3 separate regions of the Mus musculus genome follow, and regions 1 and 2 are each linked to region 3. A link is a contact called in public HiChIP or PLAC-seq data. All regions are on one chromosome and are shown on one strand. Each heading gives the region's core, a stretch centred on a gene start, on an enhancer-like site or on the middle of the called end of the contact. The rest is flanking DNA. Distances are from core to core; before and after follow the strand shown. Region 1 overlaps Crtc3 (CREB regulated transcription coactivator 3). Region 2 has its middle 28 kb from the start of Gm42398. Region 3 holds the start of Rccd1 (RCC1 domain containing 1).

What was found. HiChIP or PLAC-seq counts read pairs in DNA pulled down with a chosen protein or histone mark.
Region 1: a contact with region 3 is called in an H3K27ac HiChIP or PLAC-seq map of microglia, with 7 times the contacts expected there. The contact joins the enhancer-like site here to the promoter of Rccd1 in region 3. A contact is called at or near these places in 7 of 39 promoter capture datasets (the C10 cell line, the HPC-7 cell line, hematopoietic stem and progenitor cells and 3 more), 1 of 484 Hi-C or Micro-C datasets (bone marrow-derived macrophages), 6 of 115 datasets of contacts at active chromatin or transcription factors (bone marrow-derived macrophages, effector CD8 T cells, memory CD8 T cells and 2 more) and 3 of 9 other capture datasets (adipose tissue, liver and pancreatic islet).
Region 2: an H3K4me3 HiChIP or PLAC-seq map of bone marrow-derived macrophages shows a contact between it and region 3, with 8 times the contacts expected there. The contact joins the enhancer-like site here to the promoter of Rccd1 in region 3. A contact is called at or near these places in 19 of 39 promoter capture datasets (the 3T3-L1 cell line, 3T3-L1-derived adipocytes, the C10 cell line and 13 more), 2 of 15 datasets of contacts at CTCF or cohesin (CD8 T cells and the NIH/3T3 cell line), 16 of 484 Hi-C or Micro-C datasets (3T3-L1-derived adipocytes, B cells, the BV-2 cell line and 12 more), 19 of 115 datasets of contacts at active chromatin or transcription factors (CD8 T cells, the HPC-7 cell line, bone marrow-derived macrophages and 10 more) and 4 of 9 other capture datasets (adipose tissue, embryonic stem cells, liver and 1 more).

The regions. Positions count from the first base shown.
Region 1 is chr7:80,638,429-80,641,767 of GRCm38.p6, forward strand. All of the region lies in intron 2 of Crtc3 (CREB regulated transcription coactivator 3), which reads right to left. It overlaps Gm15880 (predicted gene 15880), which reads left to right. Exons shown (of 5, transcript NR_040343.1): 3 at 322-532; 4 at 1,134-1,220. Among named protein-coding and RNA genes, the nearest start is that of Gm15880, 4.1 kb to the left of the region's middle. Within about 2 kb of position 1,608, at least 103 of the 459 cell types and tissues checked have an H3K27ac peak or open chromatin away from gene starts, as enhancers often do. A contact at or near this core is called in the HPC-7 cell line, bone marrow-derived macrophages, hematopoietic stem and progenitor cells and 4 more, where this site is marked.
Region 2 is chr7:80,581,973-80,585,436 of GRCm38.p6, forward strand. No RefSeq gene overlaps it. Among named protein-coding and RNA genes, the nearest start is that of Gm42398, 28 kb to the left of the region's middle. Within about 2 kb of position 1,364, at least 113 of the 459 cell types and tissues checked have an H3K27ac peak or open chromatin away from gene starts, as enhancers often do. A contact at or near this core is called in B cells, CD8 T cells, the G1E-ER4 cell line and 14 more, where this site is marked.
Region 3 is chr7:80,322,702-80,325,860 of GRCm38.p6, forward strand. It overlaps Rccd1 (RCC1 domain containing 1), which reads right to left and starts at 1,753. Exons shown (of 9, transcript NM_173445.4): 1 at 1,049-1,753. Unc45a (unc-45 myosin chaperone A) reads right to left here. Exons shown (of 20, transcript NM_133952.2): 20 at 2,591-3,159. The coding sequence ends at 2,919.

The sequences.
Region 1 (3,339 bases), core at 358-2,857, 320 kb after region 3:
AAAACAATGAACAAAGAACAAACAAGTCTTTACTTTCACAAAGGAAGTAGTAAAGTCCAAGAAAACGTGTGTCGGGAAAGAATACAGTCTGGAACAGTCAGCTAATGTAGCACATGATCATTCTAAATACAGATATTGGGCTAAATAAAACCCTGTAACCCTCGCATCCTGTTTTGGTTTAAGAGCATCGGATACTGTCCTCGCCCGGCTGCTTGCTTGTGATTCGTGAGACACACAAGTCACTACAACTTGTGATGACTGTTTAGGGCAGCCAACCCACACGCAAAGCACCCTTACCATCAGCTATCTTGCCTCCTCCAGGGCCCATGGACATGAGGATATACTATATCCTCAGAGTGCGGTCCTCTGTTAAACAGCTTCTAGCCCAGCTGCAGTGTCCTCAAAGCAGTCCCTGTCTCCGGAGGGCATCTGCTCAGATGACAGGCTGCTAAAGATTTACAGTCAGTTGTCCCCACGAGGAACCAAGCTACCCAGAGAGAACAGGTCTGGAGAACCAGATTCTTTTGGGAATGTAAGTTTCTGTTTTAATTTTTTTTTCCCCTTCCTTCTTTCCTCCTTCCCTCTTTCCTGAATTCTCCATTTAACCAAAACTGGATCTGGTTGCTTACTTATAGCTGAGTTAAATTGGTTTGAAATCTTTGCCAAATAGGCAAACGTGTAGGACCTGGACGGAGTTGCCTCCTATCTGAAGCCCCGGCTTCTGCCTCCACGTGGAAGGGAGAACCGAGCCCAGTACAACTGGCTTCACTTGTCACACAGTCCAGCCCACAGACTTTAGGAGCTCCTGAGCCACCGTAAGGAAAGCTGACAAGTGACCCTTCACTGACTTCTCACAGGCTCACTAGCAGTGACCGTCCAGACCACAGAACAGTGGTGTATAAGGCCCCCAGTCTGGGTTGAAACATCTAGCACCCAGGGATTTTCATGAGGGAAAGCTGAGTGCTGACGCGGTGTCCTCCCTAACACAGCCCTCGGGGGGCAGACCATCTACTTTGCTTGCTACACTGAAAATGGGTACAGAGAAATGGCGGAGAGTGGAGCTGGTATATTTGTGGAACTTCAATGTCTTTGTTTATATAATGAGCTGTTTTCCTTTCTCTTCTTTGTGACAGTGGGGACACCAGGGTCTCAGTACAAGTTTTAGGCAAGGACTCTGCCCCTGAACTTTATTCCCTCATCCAGGATCTGAATGCTCTGAGGTGATTTTATTATTATTATTTCATCTGATGCTTCAAGTGAAAGTCACAATCAGCATGGAACGAAGAACATGATGTGTGCTAACCCTTGTAACGTATATAAAGTATGCTAACCCTTGTGACATATATAAAGTGTGCTATAACCCTTGTGACTTATATAAAGTGTGCTAACCTGTGTGACATATATAAAGTGTGCTAACCTGTGTGACATATATAAAGTGCGCTAATCCGTGCAACCATTTCACCATTTGTTCCAACACTGGAATGAAATGAGGAAGCTAGAACCCTGTCCCCCACTTTGACTTTCTGTGTTTCTTACTTCTGCTTACTTGGGGGAATATTTGAGGTTTTATAGTTTCTGGGAATCATTTGTAATAGTGATGGGGTGACAAGCTGACGCACTGACTGTCACTGGTTTGTGTCATAGCTGGGCTGTGGAGAGAGCCAGGGTGAGTGTCAGCTTAATGAGGATGCTAACCTTGGCTTGCTCTTCTTTCTGGGGCTATAAGCCAACCTTAAAGCCCATTCGCTGAAGCTGAAGCTGAAGCAGAGGACCAGGTGCAGCAGATGGCATGCACACCTCCTCCCTGACCCAGGGATGCAGAAATGCTTCCCGGAGGATGCTGGTCCCAGTAGGCAGAGTCAAATAAAGGCAAAGTTCTCTCAGACTAAAAGCAAGGGTTTGTTTCTTAGCTGCTGAACAGACAAGTCAGGGGCACTTAGGGTCAAGAGTAACTGGGAAAATCCTGGTCCACAGCTGGGAAGACAGCTCAGGCGGTAAAGTGCAGGCCTGGCATGTACAAAGCTTGGTTCCATCTCAGCACCCCGTAACAGGGCATGGTGGTCACACAGCTGTACTCCCAGCACACAGAGGTAGGAGGTGGACCCCAAAACAGTTCAAGGTCATCCTCAATTGCACAGCAAACTGAAGGCAGTCTGAGCTACACGAGACACTGTTTCAAAAAGAAAATAAGTATTTATTCACACTCTCAACAAATGAAAAATATAAAGATTGAGAGTGTGAGACACCGCTGATCCCATTTCCCCTTCTTGCTTCCTGATAGACAGCCAGGGTAATGGCTGCATGAGCCCTTCAATGAACGACTGTGTAAGCACAGCAAGTGGGAGCGGACCTTACTTCTACTCTTCTCTTTTAGCACGGATAGTAACATGGTATACATTACAGCTGGCTATAATGTATATGGACTGATGCAGCTGTGTGTGCATGTGAGGAGGCACCTCTGGTCCATTACCGCTCTTTTCTGAAAGACTTTCTCACTGCTCTGGAACTTGCTAAGCAGACTGGCCAGTGACTCCAGCTCTTCAGGGCCCAGATTACAAGCACAGCACACCTGGCTTTTATGAGTGTTCCGGGGATTGAACCCACGTCTTCCTGGGTTTACTGAATTACTCCAACCCACTTTTTATTTTTTAATTTTTTTTTCAATACTAGGGATTAAACTCAGGGTCCTGCTACTGAGCTGAGTCCATGTCCTCAGCAATTGCTTTTTAATGTTACTTTTTTAAAAATAGGTATTTACTTTTATGTGAAGGTAGGACAGGGTAGTGTGGAGGGCAGCACACATGCCACAGCCCACGTGTAGTGGTCAGAGCACTTTCAGGACTCAGGTCTCTCCTTCCACCATGCGTGTTCTGCTGACTGAACTCAATCATCAGGCATGGCAGCAATCCTTTAACAGCTGGGCTACCTTGTTGGTCTTGCTCTTTAAACATTCTCACTCTTTCACTAAATCCCTGGGCTGATTCCACCTTCAGTTTTGTTTACAGCTGCTCCTCCTCCTGTCTTCTTTTTTCTTCAGTAATCCTTCTGCTCCAGCCTCTGGAGAGCTGGGACTGCGACACTGTTTCTTTGCTATCTTTCACTTGTCCATATCCTCAGTGGGGTAGTTTCCCCCACAGACCACGGTTTCTCTAAGCCCTTGACAGGGCCAGGATCTCACCCCCCACCCCCCCACACACACACTTCTTCCTCTTTCTCCTCTATTGGCTCTTCCCATGAGCACATGAGCCCAGCCAAGGAAGGCTCTCACGCGTGAAGCTGGGGGAGGGGCAGGACAGAAGGATTCACCATTCTCCCTCCAAGCAGTCTGAGCAGCCACAC
Region 2 (3,464 bases), core at 114-2,613, 260 kb after region 3:
CTTCTCTTGGGCCCCTCCTGTGAGATGCTTCATGAAGCAGCTAAGATTTCCTACTTCAGGGGCTCGTGTTGATACTCAGAAAACCATTCAACTTTCTCCCTGCTCCCTCCCAAGGGAAAAGCAGTCTGTCCTTACCCATGTTGTCAGCAGTTAGTCTGTCTTTATCCATGGTGTTGCCATTGTAGTTAGGGGTGGGCAATCACAGCCCAGAAATAGAAAATGGAAAGTTCCAGAGATGCATTTTTCTCTTTCTCTTGGCCTTTTTGTTTTTGAGTCAGAGCCTCAGGTAGCCCAGGATAGCCTCAGATTCACTATCCTCCTGCCTCCACCTCCAACGCGCTCAGGCTACAGGCATGTGCATCACAATGGGGAAGTCTTGCTTCCCCACGGGTATATGTGAACCAGAGGCAAGGACTGTCTAAATCAATTCTGACTTCCCAGTTCCCAGCTCAGTAGCCTCCAGCACCATCTCTCTCTCTCTCTCTCTCTCTCTCTCTCTCTCTCTCTCTCTCTCTCTCTCTCTCTCACACACACACACACACACACACACACACACACACACACACACAGAGTCAGGACTGCCCGGTTATTTTCTTTAGTTCCAAATTCTAACACTTCAACCATCCATCACCAACTCCGAGTCAGGACTCCCGTACTTATATTGGGAGGCATAGCAGCACAGTAGTTTTTTTTCTTGTTTGTTTGTTTGTTTGTTTTTCCCTATCAATTTCCCCCAGGCATCAGGCATAAATCAGGCTGTTGTAAAACCTTCAAGGTTGGCAGCAGAGAATCCAGACACCTGTGGCTGGGACTAGCTCAGCCCTTCTGGCAAAGATTCCCTGATGACAAAGGCTTAGGAGGAATGGGTGGGGGATGAGGAGTGGGAAGCCCATTCTGCAAGGACAGGCCAGAGCACGGAGTCCACACCCGGAACAGCGGCCAAACAATGGTGGGAGCGAAGGTTACCGGACAGGATGTAAATAGTGCAAGCCTTGACAATGAGAAAACTCAAACTCATAAAATGTGGGAGGGGAAGGAGCCCGGAAGTGGTGACGAGCTCATTTCCTCTCCTAAACTCGGGTCCTCGGGAGATGCCGTCTGTCCGTCTGTCTGTCCGCAGTCCCAGTCTGTCAAAAGCACAAGTCAAGCACTTAGTATTGTTCTTTGAAAAAACGTATTAGCGACGTAAAAAGCATGTGACTCTTTGTGGCTTGGTAACTTTCCCCATCACATCTAGATTTCCTTTTGTTCTGTTAAACAGAATTTTTTTTTCTTAAAAGCACACTATTACTGGGGCGCATTCCCCTACCGCTGATCCTTTCTCTATCATCCACGGTGCACACCTCTCTACCAAAGCTGCCTGGGTACCAGCCAGCCCCAGTGATTTCTAGGAGTTCCAGGTTCCAACCACTTGAAAGCCTAGCCTCAGGGGTGTGGCTCGGCGCTGTTTTGCATCTGTGATCATGAATGTGCACATTTATAAAAACAAGGCTCTTTCTTTCTGGACAGTGGTAGAGATCAATTCAGGGTTTCACTTTCTTCCCCAGGCCAGTAAAGCCCTTTAAAACACCTTTTTTTTTTTTTTAAATTTTACATTAAAAAAAATGCATCCAGTGCCTACAGAGGCCAGAAAAGGGCATAGGCTCCCTGGAACTGGAGTCTTGAATGGTTGTGAGCTGCCGTGCAGGTGCTGGGAATTGAGTCTGGGTTCTCTGAAGAGCAGTCAGTGATCTTAACCACTGAGTTCCCTCTCCAGCACCTCTCTCTCTCTCTCTCTCTCTCCATATATATGTATGTATGTATACGTGTATATATATGTATGTATTTCTAAGACAGGGTATCATGTAGCCCAGGCTGGCTTCAGTCTTGTCATATAGCTGAGGCTGGCCGTGGACATCTGTCCCACCTCCCAAGCATTCGGCTTCCATGTGTATAGCAGCTTGCCCGGCTTCAGGATGTAGCTTGAAGCCTTGGGAATCCTGTGCCATGGCAAGGACAGAGACAGAAAGCAGGAGGTCGTGGAGTCAGTCTCCTTAGGGTCAGGGCCTTGCGTGCCCACTGGCAGATAGGTGACCCTGAGCCTCTCTGCAGTTCTTTTAGGTTGCTGGAAGGAACGTGGGTGTGCAGTGTCTGATCGTTGGTAGTGGTCACTAAGGATGCTGATGGCCTTCTGTCACTGTGGGCGTCAGTCCTTCCTGATGCCAATCTTCAGAGACCCAGGGGATCAAGTGGCTCTCTTTCTTTGGTTGTTTCCCCTGTCCTTAGAACCACTCGTACAGCCTCAGCTCCATCTAGTGTTCACATGGGGACACAGCCCCAAGATCTTACTGCAAATCTTACTTTCCAGAGCTGCACAGTGAAGCCCATTTAGAGTAACCCTCCAGTGCTAATATTTGGCATTTCAAATCAAGTGTTGTACAAGCCCAGTACTCTAAGCATCAGTACATATTGTCCTCAAAGGGACAGATTCATGTAACAAATAGTTGTAAAAAATGATGTTGACTGCCAGGTGTGGCATGGCTTCAGTTCCAGCGCTGGAGTCAGAGGCAAAGGAGGATCCCTGTGAACTCCAGGCCAGCCAGGGTCTTAAAAAAACTGACATCGGCTGATGGAATTCTTGGTGCCAGGAACAATTCTAAATTCTTGAATTGTGCAAGTTCACTTCCCACAACCCAGTATCATGACATGGAAGGTGTTTGTTTCATTTCAGAGGTGCAGAAAGATGAAGTAAAATCTGTCCCTCTGAGTGGACGTGATCCTTTAGGATGCCCGTGTCCCAGTGGCTAAGGACAGTGCTCACTGAACCCCATGGGCTATAAAAGGATGAATTGGTGTGGGGGGAGGGAGGTGGCGGTGAGGTCTAGGAGGTGAAGGGGGCATGGGGTGTGTTGTTTAACCAGTATCCACTGCAGAGATGTATGAAATTCTCAAAGAATGAGCAGAAAATATGGAAAAAAAGCACCACTCTGTTGAGTGTAGACGGGGCTGCTGGGTGAGCAGGGGTGAGGAGGGAGCCAGAGTGGGGGCTTCTGAGTGTCCCACTGGGGCTCAGGCTGGATTGAGTGTGGAGAGAATGGCTTACTCAGCAGCTGGAGCACTGGGGTGACAACTGTGACCACAGAAAGAGCTTAGCAGCAGGGAGGTAGTGACTGAGCTCCGACTCTATGCCAGGCACAGGGATTCGGCATAAGGGCAACAGCCACGCGCCCACCTGAACCCTTGAGAACTGTGGGCATGGAAGGCCAATACTGAGGGATGGTTTCTCACCCACAGATTTTTTCACTTTTAACAAGGTTTATTCTTCTTCTGTGCTTTGGTGTTTTGCCTACATGTGAGGGTGCCAGATTCTCAGGAACCAGAATTACAGATAGGTGTGAGCTGCTAGGTGGGTGCTGGGAGTTGAACCCAGGTCCTCTGAAAAAGCAATCGGTACTCATAACCACTGAGCCATCTGTGCAGTCCTC
Region 3 (3,159 bases), core at 503-3,002:
CTACCAGGATTAGTTACCCACACACATGTTTCTTTCTGCAAAATAGGATGTCAGTTCTCAGGGAGGTCTTGAGAATTTAAACTCTACTTGGCCCCTACTCAAAATGGAAGTCTTTTTTTGTTTGTTTGTTTCAAGACAGGGTTTCTCTATATAGCCCTAGCTGTCCTGGAACTCACTTTGTAGACCAGGCTGGCCTCAAACTCTAAAATCCTCTGCCGCCCAACTGCTGGGATTAAAGGCGTGCACCACCACTGCCCAGCCAAAATGAAAGTCTTATTCCAAATAGTTCCTTATATTGGCTCAGGTGACTCTCTTACCTTGGGGCCCATCCCAGGGGCAGCTTACACTATAAAAGCTTATACACAGGTGCAGAAAGTGCTGCAGGGTGGTTGTTTCGGGTCCAAGGGTAACTATACAAAGTCGTTCTACTGACTTCTATCGTGATTGGTTTCAAGGGCACAGAACATAACTATATAATCAATCTTAGCATTAGAAAGTTCCTTAGGAACAGCACAAACATGAGAAAGTTTCTTTATAATGGCAGGCTGTCCAGGTAACGGTTACCTAGGCCTTAACCTTCCATCTAGGCCTTAACAGTGGTCTCTTTCTTTGCAACCCAGAACTTATTTCTATTACCACAAGGGAACTGTGAGGCATGTACGTGGGAGATCAGATACAACACTAGGATCTGAGGCCCACAGCTCCAGTCTCTTAGCCTTGAGAACTTTAACCCCGAGTCTCCATTCAAATTGACTCCATTTTTCTCTAGACTCCCAATCACACAGCAAGTGTGGAGCTGAGCCGTGTCCTATGGATTTATAAGCCTCGTCCCAACAAGAAGAATAAACACCTGGGACCTAGGTGGGCGTGCCTGTGCACCTGGATCCTATTGCACAACTTCAGTTTTACAAGGCGAGTGGGGACAGCACTGCTTGTATCTACCTAGCAGAACTGTTTGCAATAAATACAAATCAAAATTTAAGTGTAAACAGTCCTAGCTTAGTTTACACAGTAGAATTTAACGACGAAAATGACCATTGGCTCTTACCGGGTTTCAGAGGCATTTGGACAATTTCCACTGGACCTTACTCGGTCGTTTATTCAAGAAGTCTTTGCTGCGCCTTTCCTTTGACTTAATGTGATGACTATGGGTCCCAGGGAGCTCAGGCTGAAATTGGGAGACAGTCGCGCGGTTCAAAATGCAACGCCACTTCACTCGAATGGATCAGAATTTTACAGACACTCTCGAGCCTCTTAAGTCAGATCTGAGACTACAGCTCCTGGATCCCCAACCAAAGGAATCTTTCATCTTCCCATTAGCCTGTACCCTCAACTCATCAGGAAAGCCCTTTAAGCAGGAAACCTTGAAAGTGAGCAGCGCATAGTAATGTATGGCTCGGGGAACAGATGGCCGGCGGAGTAAAGCACTTTTTAAGGGCCTCCGCGCCAAGCAACGCGGTCATTCGGTGCGCCAGCTTTTCGGAGCCAATCGCAGGCACGAGCGGTGACGTCACCACTGGGGCGCGCCTGACCGGCACACATGCGCCGGGTTACCTGCCACCAGGCAGTAGGCTGAAGTCTCCTGTGCGCGCCAACAGCAGTGGACGCGGTTGGAACCACTGAATGAATGGATACTCTTGACGATCCGAGGGAAACGGCGGGCGAAGACCAAGCCCTGACACCCTCCATTCCCTTTGAACAAGGAAGGAGGTCGTTCACTACTGAACAAGCGCAGGACTGAGGGCCAAACAGGAAGCTGTAGTACTAGTGCCTTCACTGATTGGCCCAGGCTCTGTCACTTACTTGTACTGAGCCAATGAGTGCCAAGCCTGGACTCCAGCCTCTAAGAAACCGGTGTTCCTAGCCATATAGGGAATCTATTTGAGTCCTGTTTCTCCTTCAACCTGGCAGAGTTACAGAAAAATGTATTTTCCCCGAGGGAAGCGCACACTGACCCCAAATTCCAAACACAGACTGGGTAGAGATCACAGAAAACTCACAATATCATGACAAATGTATCCAAGGACCAGCATAAAAAAACGACACTGAAAAAAAAAAAAAAAAAAAAAGCTGGGCAGTGGTGGCGCACGCCTTTAATCCCAGCATTCGGGAGGCACAGGCAGGCGGATTTCTGAGTTCGAGGCCAGCCTGGTCTACAAAGTGAGCTCCAGGACAGCCAGGGCTATACAGAGAAACCCTGTCTCGAAAAAAAACCAAAAAAAAAAAAAAAAAGAAAGAAAGAAAAAGAAAAAACCAACCAAACAAACAAACAAAAAAAAAAAAAAAAAAAAAGACACTGAAATTTGATCAGCTTCCTAAGCTTTAGGCTAACTCACCAGGATTTAGAAAGAAACCAGCGTGGGTGTTGGCACTTGTAATTCCTACAACTCTTAACGGTTGAGAAAGGATTATCAGTTTGAAGCCAGCCTGTCCTACCCATATTAAGGCCTTGTCTACAAAGGTTCTCCATGGGCCCACTGGCTTCCTTCTGTTACAGCAACAGCGCTCTACAGCACACTTTGCTGATGTCCAGCTGTTGCTCCTGAGTGTCCCACCCTCAGCAGCCCCGCCTACAACAACAAACAGATGCTTTAGTTCCACAGAATTTATTAGCGGGGTGAGCCTGCTGGCAGGCTCTGATGATGCTCCCAGCATGTGAGGATGCTGTTGTGTCCTTCCTTCTTGATGCCCATAATCCTCAGGCTTGAATGGGATGTACGTCCCCCAGCCTCAGCTCTCTACAGTACAGACAGGGCCCTCCTGAGTGCTGGCAGGGCAGGGCTGTATGCTGTGTGTCCTGAGAACACCAAAGTGCAACTGTGGCAGCTGTGGAGGCGAGGCAAGTATCGAGCATCCCAGTGCTGACTCAGAGCTGTGAAGGGTGACAGATGCGTGAGCTGTGGGCCCCGGGCCGATCGTCACTCTCCGTCCTGGTTGGGTTGGATGAGTCTATATTCCACTGCTTTCTCCAGGCAGGCTGCGGCAGCCCTGGTGACTGGGCTCTCCTCGCCCTTGGCCAACACTGACAGGATCTCCAGGACCTCACTCTCCATCAGGGTGCCGGCGATCTCCTTCGAAGACTGCATCATGTTCAGCACCACCACGGTGCCCCGGTGCTGCAGCTCCTGGTTGGGGCTGAGGAGCAGGGCCTGCAAGATC